3 separate regions of the Sus scrofa genome follow, and all the other regions are linked to region 1. A link is a contact called in public HiChIP or PLAC-seq and promoter capture Hi-C data. All regions are on one chromosome and are shown on one strand. Each heading gives the region's core, a stretch centred on a gene start, on an enhancer-like site or on the middle of the called end of the contact. The rest is flanking DNA. Distances are from core to core; before and after follow the strand shown. Region 1 holds the start of SYF2 (pre-mRNA-splicing factor SYF2). Region 2 holds the start of AUNIP (aurora kinase A and ninein-interacting protein). Region 3 holds the start of MTFR1L (mitochondrial fission regulator 1-like).

Region 1 (3,463 bases), core at 620-3,119:
TTTTTTCTTTTACAAAAAACTGAAACAATTTTTGTTTTTGTTTTTGTCTTTTTAGTGCCTTATCAGCAGCATATGGAGGTTCCTAGGCTAGGGAACTGAAACCTGAGACCTTCTGGTGCAGGGCTTGCACCTCGACCTCTCTTTGAGCAACAGCATACAAAGAAACTATAGGGGATTAAAAATAACTGGGGCAAATTGTGAACAAGATACAAAAAGACCAAAAACTCAACTGCCACTTCTGAGGTGTTGGGAGCAAAAGCAGAGTACTGTGCATGATCCCTGCACACAGCGCCACCAAGGGGCTGGGCCGACCACCTAGGCAGCCCCTTCAGCGGGGACACATGGATCAGCTCCTACCCTCACCCCAAATAAAGGACCAGCTCCCTGTCCCCCTCAGGGAACAAGCAAGGGCACCTATTTCTCGTTTTCACTCCTTCCTGCTGCAGTACAAATCCTAATAAAAGTCATGCCTGAATTTCTCATCTGTCCTCTTATCAATTTCTACTGATTACACAGTCTAAGAACCCTGGTCATTAATACTACCCGCAATATTTGTTTTGTTGTTGGTTGTTTTGGTTTTTTTTAGGGCCGCACCCAAGGCATTGGAGGTTCCCAGGCTAGGGGTCCAATCGGAGTTACAGCTGCTGGCCTATATACCACAGCTCACGGCAACACCAGATCCTTAACCCACTGAGTGAGGCCAGGGATCGAACCCGTGTCCTCATGGATACTAGTTGGGTTCGTTAACCTCTGAGCCACGACGGGAACTCCGAACTTAAAGATTTTTGTCATGGTATTTTCCAGTTCCAAAAAACAAAAACAATAACCCACTGAGATTCTGACAGAATAACATCACATTTATACTGAGATACCCTTGTACTATTATGTTTATATTTTGTCTTCCAACCAGAAATCCCTTCGTTATTAATGGAAATTTAACTTTTTTTTTTTCTTCTGTCTTTTTGCATTTTCTTGAGCCACTCCTACGGCATATGGAGGTTCCCAGGCTAAGGGTCTAATCGGAGCTGTAGCCACCAGCCTATGCCAGAGCCACAGCAACGCAGGATCCGAGCTGTATCTGCGCCCCACACCACAGCTCACGGCAATGCCGGATCCTTAACCCACTGAGCAAGGCTGGGGAACGAACCTGCAACCTCATGGTTCCTAGTGAGATTCGTTAACCATTGCGCCACGGCGGGAACTCCCTGGAAATTTAACTTTCTGTATTTCAAATTATTTCATTTCTTTCTTCCGGCTATCATTCAAATCTTATATCTAGGTATCTTTTCATTTGGAGGATTACTTTTTCATTTCCACCTCTAATTAAGTTTTAGTGAAGAAAAAATATTTTCGTATATTCCTCCTGTTTCCAGAATCTTACCGAATTATATTAATATCTTCAACTCTTATTAATTCTGGCTCAGTCTCCCTGCTAGGCACGGAAGAAGGAACAGGACGGGACAGGCCCTGCTCTCCTGCAGTTTATAACGTTGGGGGAAAAGAAAAAAGAACAGATGAGAAAAATATCTTAAAATACTGCCATATGACGGTCCCTAGGGCCTACGCGAAACAGCGTCGTCAGGGAAGACCTGCTTCGGAGGAGGTGACACGGAAGCTAAGCGCTAAAGGGAAAGCCCTTTCCGTTGAAGAGTACAATACACAGTTGAGGCGACTTTGCACCGTACCCCCATTAGGCCATTCCTACCCAGTCAATCTTTCCGCAACACTTCACACCCTTTTCCAACTCGCCCCTCCCCGTCCCCGGGCCTTTTGCGGCTGCGCAAGGCCTTGCCCAATAGAAAACCTCTCACGTCTGAAAGAGGCAAAGATTCGTCCCAATTGCCTGAGGCTTCCTGGAAGGGGCGGGACTTACGCTAGTTACTAACCTGTACTGACGCGGCAGTCCAAAGGCTGGCGGAAGTGCTCCGAGTTGTTGCCGGAAGTGGGAAAGGAAAGGCTGTAATGGCGGCTGCTACTCTGGTCGAGAAGGTAAGTGACGCCGGCCTTACCCAGGGGTTTTAGTTAGGGCGCCGGTGGTTGGCAAGGGCGAGAGGTGGAGGAGATGCTTGTGTTTCAGACTAGGAAAGTACAGCTACTGTGGGGTCTGGGTCGGCTCTGAGCTTCCGGCCTGGTGGGACTTGTGGGGAATCGCTTGGGCCTTCCGGGAAGAAGTCGAACTGGCCCCACTCTAGCCTGTCCTCCTCGCTGTAGGTGCCGGGGAACGGCGCAGAAGAGCAGCAGCCCCCACTGGGGCCCGAGGAGCTAGCCGCCCAGAAGCGCGAACAGAGACTGCGCAAATTCCGGGAACTGCATCTGAAGCGGGTGAGTAGCCAGAGAGGCCCGCTGAGACCTTTTACCCGGCCGGGGCCGTGCGCGTTTCTGGAGGGACGAGGAGGCCGCGCCCGCGCGTGTGACAGGCCCGCAGGGCAGGATAAAAGTTCCGTTCCGGTAGTTCTCAACCCTCGCAGTACATTGGAGTCACTTTTGGAAAGGGACATGCTCTCTCCAGCCCTCCTCCCACCCACATCTGTTTTAACTTAGTTGGGCTGGTTTGGGCATTTATCTTACTAACAACCTCCCTGCTGTGTGATTTGTATAAACTCTTCATTGTATCTAGGGAAATATATATGGAAGAAACTCGTCCATGTTAGCAAGAGTTGGTTGTCGCTTCATTGAAAAGTACTCAGCAAATCTCGGAAAGTCTGTAGGGTCAGTAGTTCAGCTAGTTGGTGGGGAACCAGATGAGTAAGATAAGGCCTCTGTTCTTAAGTCGAGGAGAGAATTTTCTGGCTAGAAATTACACTGTTGTTAAAAAATTATATTGTAAATATTGTTAAAAAATATATGTTGTAAAATTGAGATAGGAACAAAGAACCTTGGGAGTGCAGAGGAGGAGATATTGTTGCAGTTTGGGGGACCTCAGGGAGTGTCTCCTATAAGAGATGACACCTAAACTACTGCTTGAAAGATGAGTAAGATATTAACATAAAAATGAAATGTCCAAAATATTTACACAAAGGCGGAGTTCCCATTGTGGCTCAGTGGTTAACAAATCCGTCTAGGAACCAAGAGGTTGTGAGTTTGATCCCTGGCCTTGCTCAGTGGGTTAAGGATCTGGCGTTGCCCTGAGCTGTGGTGTGGGGCGCAGATACAGCTTGGATCCCGCGTTTCTGTGGCTGTGGCGTAGGCCAGCAGCTACTTCTCCGATTCTACCCCCTAGCCTGGAAACCTCCATATGCTGCAGGAGCGGCCCTAGAAATGGCAGAAAGACAAAAACAAAACCAAAATATGTACACAAAGGGAAGAAATGCAATGGAAGAGAATTCATATCTGAGATAGGAGTCCAGCAAACAATTGGCTACAGTTGGAGCCAAGAAACAAAAAAGCATTTCTTGACTGTTTCAACTCAGTGGCCTGACAGCTTTGCCATGGTTTCATAAAACTCCCAACATCACTCTATCAC
Region 2 (3,463 bases), core at 616-3,115, 470 kb before region 1:
GACTAAGAGGTGTGGAAGGGAGAGTTCACTGGGGTTGGAGTGAGGGGTAGTTTGGGCCTTGACATGTCCTGGGTGCAATAAAGTGACTGTGGTAACAGATGCCTCTTTGTTTTTTGTGTCCTATCCTAGAGAGGGGACCCTGGTGCCCCTTTAGGCCTGCTCAGGGTGTTGGAGGAGGTTTTCAGGGGGAAGCTGAGGGTGGGCACAGGGAGGAGGGGGTAGTTCCTGCTTTATCTTTGCCTGGGGTTGGGGTTGGCACCTTATTCACTATGTATGTGAACTTTTTTTTTGGTGGGATAGGTAGAGGCAGTTTTATCACTAAATAAGTTTTAGAAATTAAAAGAATGTGGGAATTCCCATTGTGGCTCAGGGATAATGAACCCGACTAGTATCTATGAGGATGCAGGTTTGATCCCTGGCTTTGCTCAGTGGGTTAAGTATCCGGCATGTAGGTTGCAGATGCAGCTTGGATCGCAAGTTGCTGTGGCTCTGGCATAGACCGGCAGCTGTAGCTCTGATTCGACCCCTAGCCTGGGAACTTCCATATGCTGCATGTGTGCCCCCCCCAAATTAAAAGAATGTGGGAGTTCCCGTCGTGGCGCAGTGGTTAACGAATCCGACTAGGAACCATGAGGTTGCGGGTTCGATCCCTGCCCTTGCTCAGTGGGTTAATGATCCAGCATTGCCGTGAGCTGTGGTGTAGGTTGCAGACGCGGCTCGGATCCTGCGTTGCTGTGGCTCTGGCGTAGGCCGGTGGCTACAGCTCCGATTCAACCCCCAGCCTGGGAATCTCCATATGCCGCGGGAGCGGCCCAAGAAACAGCAACAACAACAACAACAAAAGACAAAAAAGACAAAAAGACAAAAAAATAAAAAATAAAAAATAAAAGAATGTGTTTAAATATATACTTTGACAAAGATTTCAATTTTGGACTTTCAATCAAGGATCTTTATGTTAACTTTTTATAATGTTGTTATATGTTAATGTTTACACTATTGCCATTTCCACAGTACACAAGCAATATAGATCAATATATGTACAGTGAGGGAAATTAGGAAGTACAGGTAAGCAAAGCAAAAAAAAAAAAAAAAAATCCTGGATGAAAAAAAAGTAACACTCCATTGCTAAAATAACCTGTTATATATATTACATCTATAGAGATTGTGGTTACAGATAAAAGAAGGATGGATGGGTTACCAGCGTTTTTTGCATTTCTGAAGAGCTTTCAGAATATACAAAATACTTTCACAAAACTTAATCTTTAAAATCCAACGCCATAGAGTAAGTGGTGAAAGCAGGACTGAAAGCTAGTTCCTGACTCCAAATTTTTAGTTTTCATTCTCCTTAACGTTTTCTAAATCCTCTCCCATGTGGTTTCATAGTTAAACTTTTTTTTTGTTTTGAATTACAAAAGTAATCCATTTAGGGTAGTCTTGAGGACCCCAGCTTTGGAGTTGGAGGACCAGAGCTTCAGCTCCTCCTCTTCCTTTTGAGATGTTCTTGAAGATTCACCTGTGAGACATGGCAAACTCTGAGCCCTGATGGTTATAAGAAAGTGCAACTAACTCAGCAAAAAGAAAACGCGCATTCCTTGTGCAACGTCGGGAACACGTTCATATAGCACAGTTTCAGAATACAATTCTTTTTTTTTTTTTGGTGCTTCTTAGGGCCGGACCGAAGGCATATGGTGGTTCCCAGTCTAGGGATCAAATCGGAGCTATGGCCCCGGCCACAGCCACAGCCACCCTGGATGCGAGCCGCATCTGCGACCTACACCACAGCTCACACCACAGCTCACAGCAACGCCGGATCTTTAACCCACTGAGTGACGCCAGAGATCGGACTGCGTCCTCACGGATGCTCGTCACATTCGTTTCCGCTGAGCCAGGAAGGGAACTCCCGGAGTACAACTCTTGAATGAGAAATCCGTAAAGAACGCGCCTTGGTAACTGGAAAGGCTCACGACGAATCAGATCTGTTGAGGTGGTAGTGAAGGTATCCATCCCATTGGGCTTAGGAGAGGGGCGGAGCCTGAGCTGGGGCGGAGCTGACGCTGGGGGCGGTGCCTGCGCCGGGCGGACGCGCCGTTGCTCCACCCCCAGCGTTGGCGCGAGATCTAAACTTCGGCGGGGTCTGTTATGGTGGTTCCCTAAGGCGGCCTGAGACTCAGCGGTGAGTTGCTTCGGCTTGTTCTCTTCACCGGCCATGAGGCGGAGAGGCCCGGAGGAGGAGGAGGAGGCCTGCGGCGTGTGGCTGGACGCGGCGGCGCTGAAGAGGCGGAAAGCGCAGGTGGGGTGTCGGGGCCAGAGGGGTTGGTGGGGAGGGTTTGGGGCCCCGAAGGCATGAGAAGGGAGGAGTTTGGGGGGGACAAGAAGGTGATGGGGGTAAAGTCGGGGGCCGAGTCGGAACAACTTTGGAAGTTTAGGGGAGAGAGGGATTGGAGTCTGAAGAAGGTTGAAAAGCAGGGTTTGGGAGGAGTGAAGAGAAAATGGGGGCGGAAGGCAGGCAGGCCGTGGAGGGATGTGGAGACCCTGGGGCAGCGAAGTTTCGAGGTGAGGGGAGAAGGTGGAGGGAAAATTTGCCCGGAAGAGCGTAATGGAGCAGACTCCTTAGGAGCTCACAGCCCCTACGGGACGGTAGCTGAGGATGAAGTGTGGAGGGCTGGCTGCTTATGCAAACTTGGCTAGTTCTTGCCCTGTGGGTCCCTCCTTGCCAGGTTGCCGGCCATTTACCTGCCCAGAACTTGTAAACTGTAGGGGGTAAAAAATAGATGAGACTGGAAGGGGAGCTGGCCTGATATTTATTGAGCATCCTCTGGGTGCCAAAAATACTGTGTTAAGTATTTAATGTGTATTATATGTAGCATCTCCCTTAGCGGAATAAGGAAACGCAGGTGAGGTAATTAACCCAGGTTCACCCAACTAGGAGAATTGAAAATTACACCCAGGTTTGGCACATATGCAAGAGTCTCTGTTAGTTATTACAGAAAAGCAAAAGGATGCTATAATAGTTCATGTTTATTGAGCATTTTAAGCTGGAGATTGTGCTATTTCAGATGAATTACCTTGTTTGGTACTCATCTACACAGTAGTGATATAATGATATTCATTTTACACTTGAAAAATAGCTTCAAAACAGACCCTAAGGGCAGGATTCTTCCTCAAGTTTATTACAGTCTTGTGGGGGAAGAAAACAGATGTATACATAATAGCAATATGTAATTTATTGAGTGCTTACTATGTGTCAGGCACTTTGCTGGTATATCACATGCCTTATAAGTGGCAGATACTCAAAAAGTTTGGTGAGACAATCTCCAGGTGGTGGTGGTGGTGGAGGTGGTGGAGGGGGAGCCTGTTTTTCCCCAGAGCGGCCATAAGCAAGCAGAACCAGGTGATCTACATGGGGCTAGTCAAGTCGGCTTTCCTGGCCTGTTTCAAGGAATGGGTTGGCTGCAGGGAAGGG
Region 3 (3,463 bases), core at 659-3,158, 420 kb before region 1:
AGTCCCCTGGCCCCAAGGCCCCATGGTGAGTTCAGAGGGGGTAAGAAGGGAAGGAAAACCACAACAGCACAGGTCTAGGCCAGGAAGGTGAGAAATATGTAAAGAGGAGAGTATGACAAGGCCACAAAGGTGGGTGAGGGGGTGGGATGTCAAGTCATGAGGACTGGGAATGCCCTTGGTGAGAAGTCACCGGGGAGCCAAGGGCAGCAACAGAAGAGGGGATGGGGCTGGACTGACCAAAGCAGCTCCTTCTGGAAACCTCCCCAGGAGGGTCTCTCTTCCACCTCTAGGAGAGGAGGTATCATTCACTTTATGATACAGGGGGCAAGGAAGCTGGAGAGAGAAAAGTACTGGTCTAAGGTCACTCAGTACTCAGCATCTAAGTCTGGTCCAGATCCTGCTGCCTCCTACATGGGCTTCATCTTTCTCAGCTAAGTGCAAGCCTTTTATCAAAGTCATCCGTATTCCAGGCTCTGGGCTGAAAGTCAGTGCCTGCCACAAGTTCCACACAACAGTGCTTCCCTGTGTTTCTCACTTTAGTCATGCAGCCACTTCTCCAAACTCACCTCCAAACTCAGTTGGACCTAACCCTCACATAACAGCCAGAGGCATCTTTCTAGAACTCCTGGCTAATCATGTTCCTGTCATGCTTAAAACCCACTGTGCTTGCTAGAGCCAAGAGGATAACATCTAGACTCCTCAGCATGGCTTGCAGGGCCTCGGCAGTCAGGCCCAACCTCATCTTCACCCTTCTCTGTCCTGTCTACCCACTCACCGCATTCATCCTCCAGGGCCTGTCCACTCTGGCCCCCGCACACTTCATAGCCACACCTGCTTTCCCCTTGCCCTCCAACCACACTGGCCCTTCAGCCCTTCGATGGTCTTGTCTACACTATTCCCTCTGCTTCAAACACCAACACCCTCTTCACCAAGTTCATCCTTAATCATTCTTGGAGCTCAGCTCAAGCATCGCCTCCCCTTCCCTGACAGTCACCCCGAGGCACCCTGCGTTTCCTTTGGGGTCCTTCAGCAGTATCTAGGTAACGGTGTGCCGTGAAGTTTGCCCCAAGGGCGACGACTTCCCAGCAGGGCACAGCGCCTGCTCCATACACGGTAGGCACTTGAGCATTTCATTTGTCCAATCGAGAAACGGACGAGAACGCCGAGTTCAACCCTCCACCCCACCCCAAGTGCCCGGCTAGAAGACCCCCCAGCTTGCTGGCCGCGCTGGCCGCGCTGGCCGGCTCCGACCACTTCTGCGCCCCCACAGCCCCTTCCGAGGCTGCCGTCCCAGTGTTTACACACGGCCTCCCGCAGGAGCCGCAGCGCCTCCCGAGCGGGGCCTGGTCCCATCATCCCCGGTCTCCGCCGCGCCGACACTCTGCGCGACCCCAGGGACCTCGCCCGGGACACGCCTCCCCTCCCCCGCAACAGCCCGACCCGACAAGGCCAAGGTCGGCCAAGTTCTTGCCGCAGCTCCGGCGGCCCTTGGACCCACAGGCCCGGGGCCGGGTCCCGGCAGGAGCGAGGGGGCGTCCGAAACGAGCAGCCTCTGGCGCATCTGGGTGACTCCGGCGAGCAACTGCCTCCGGGGACTCCGTTTCCCCCCTGCCGAGTGAGGTGGACAACAGTGGCTGCCGCGAGAACCGGCGCGGGCACCGGAGCCGCGGGCACCGAACGCACAGCGCCTGGCATTCATTAGGCTGCGCGACGGCCGGACCCGGAAAGCCGCGCTTCCACTCTGGGGCGGCACTCGCACCTAGTCTCACCTCAGCCTCCGGCTCAGGACTCTCACCTCACGGCCCCTCCTACCGTAGCGGGCCGCCCAGCCTCTACCACCCTCACTTCCGCTGACCCGCCCCCCGGAAGCGATCCCTTGCAGCTGCGCACCGAGCCGCGGCCCCGCGCGCCCTGGGCAGGCCAGCCGCGGAGGGCGGGGCGGCGGCACGTGCCGATCCCGAGGGCGGAGACAAGCCCCGAGGCCACGCCCCCTGCCGTCCGAGCCTTGGGGAAAGTTGATCCCCGAGGTCCGCCCAGTCGCATCTCCCGCTGGTCTCGGCCTCCTTTCCCTCCTTACCACTCTCCACGCTTAGTCCGGCTCCAACCTCTGGAAAGGGCCTGTGTTGCTGCTTGGCCCCCACATTGATCGGTGTTTGCTCTTCCCAACTGTAGTGCAAACTTCAGAATCCTCCCTCTGGCATCCAAGGCCCCAGATTTAGTGCTTGCTTTGCCCCATCTCGCCCTGGTGGCTTCACAGTTCATACTTCCCAGCCAAGACCCTCTACAGTCTTCTCTGCGGCAAGAATGGGCCTTTCTTCCTCTGACTCTGCTCTCCAGGGCTTTGTAGCTTTCTTCTATTTTAGCAGTTAGGTATATCACAAAGACACACACAGGTATACTCAGTGAGTTGGATGATCAGATGGCTAGACTGGCAAGACACCAGATGCTTTGGGAAAGAGACTCACATTCCTTCCAGACTCACTCACCCACTCCCTCTTTGTGCTCAAAGCCTCAGAGTCCTGGTCTCCATGACATCCAGGCCTGGGTCACATGTCCTCATCTGACCTCAACACGTGGCTGTGCTTGGCTTCCAGGCTATAGTTCTTTGGTTGCAAGTCCTAGCTGCCAGAGACAGACTGGCTTCTTGGGGAGAGAAGCTGTGCATTCACACAGGCCTCACGCTCAGACTAATTGGTGCCTGCTGTTGCCCTCTTGAAATTAACAACAATTTTTTTTTTTTTTCAACAAAGGCCCTGCGTTTTCATTTTGCACTGATCCTGTAAACTCTGTAGCTGGCCGTGGTCAGAGACGGTGTCCACCCTGATCCCACCATATTTTAAATGATGAAATTTGGCTTCCATTTCCAACCCTCTTTCCAGGATGACAAACATGCTTTAACCATTACTTTCCTGTCCTGGGCAATGGCAGATCTTGCGAATTCGCTCTAGTTGCCTTTCCTTGGTGTGACAGATGCTATCTTGGTTCTTCATGAAGATCCCTTTTACCCAACCAGTGAATCATCCCCCAGCAACTCTACTGGCTGCTCACAGCTGCCCCATTTTCCAGAAAATTGCCCTTGCAGGAGGGAGAATGGAAGCCCTAACCTGGGAAGTTACTCTACCCCATAAGCCAATGACTACTAAAGGGTACAAGAGGCCAGTTTGGATGGCAGTGTGGGTTATGCTCCAGAGCCCTGCACCAGCAATCTGGCCAAGACTTGGCTCTGAGACTCGATCTCTGCTCAAGGGTTTTCCTTTTCCCATTCTACTCCAATCCTTCTTTTACAAGTTTCTCTTAATGGTCCCACCCTCAAATAAGAATTACCCTCAAAAAAGAATTAGCTAATGCCTGTCTCAGGCTCTAATTCTAACATGATGGCTTTAACTTCAGAATCTTTCTCAACACAGAGCATCAGTTTCTAAAAATAATTAAGTTGTACTATGAAGCCTATAACAATTTTTTT

What was found. Promoter capture Hi-C pulls out the DNA fragments that hold promoters and counts their contacts. HiChIP or PLAC-seq counts read pairs in DNA pulled down with a chosen protein or histone mark.
Region 2: a promoter capture Hi-C map of liver shows a contact between it and region 1, with 4 times the contacts expected there. The contact joins the promoter of AUNIP here to the promoter of SYF2 in region 1. A contact is called at or near these places in 2 of 5 promoter capture datasets (fetal liver and liver) and 1 of 2 datasets of contacts at active chromatin or transcription factors (alveolar macrophages).
Region 3: an H3K27ac HiChIP or PLAC-seq map of skeletal muscle shows a contact between it and region 1, with 4 times the contacts expected there. The contact joins the promoter of MTFR1L here to the promoter of SYF2 in region 1. A contact is called at or near these places in 2 of 5 promoter capture datasets (fetal skeletal muscle and liver), 3 of 47 Hi-C or Micro-C datasets (liver, mesenteric adipose tissue and omental adipose tissue) and 2 of 2 datasets of contacts at active chromatin or transcription factors (alveolar macrophages and skeletal muscle).

Annotation. Positions count from the first base shown.
Region 1 is chr6:82,841,890-82,845,352 of Sscrofa11.1, reverse strand. SYF2 (pre-mRNA-splicing factor SYF2) reads left to right here and starts at 1,869. Exons shown (of 7, transcript XM_021095593.1): 1 at 1,869-1,989; 2 at 2,212-2,322. The coding sequence starts at 1,963.
Region 2 is chr6:83,315,044-83,318,506 of Sscrofa11.1, reverse strand. It overlaps AUNIP (aurora kinase A and ninein-interacting protein), which reads left to right and starts at 1,865. Exons shown (of 3, transcript XM_013999063.2): 1 at 1,865-2,290. The coding sequence starts at 2,207. It overlaps PAQR7 (progestin and adipoQ receptor family member VII), which reads left to right. Exons shown (of 3, transcript NM_213739.1): 3 at 1-95. It also overlaps the pseudogene LOC110261117.
Region 3 is chr6:83,263,796-83,267,258 of Sscrofa11.1, reverse strand. It overlaps MTFR1L (mitochondrial fission regulator 1-like), which reads right to left and starts at 1,908. Exons shown (of 7, transcript XM_021095596.1): 1 at 1,770-1,908.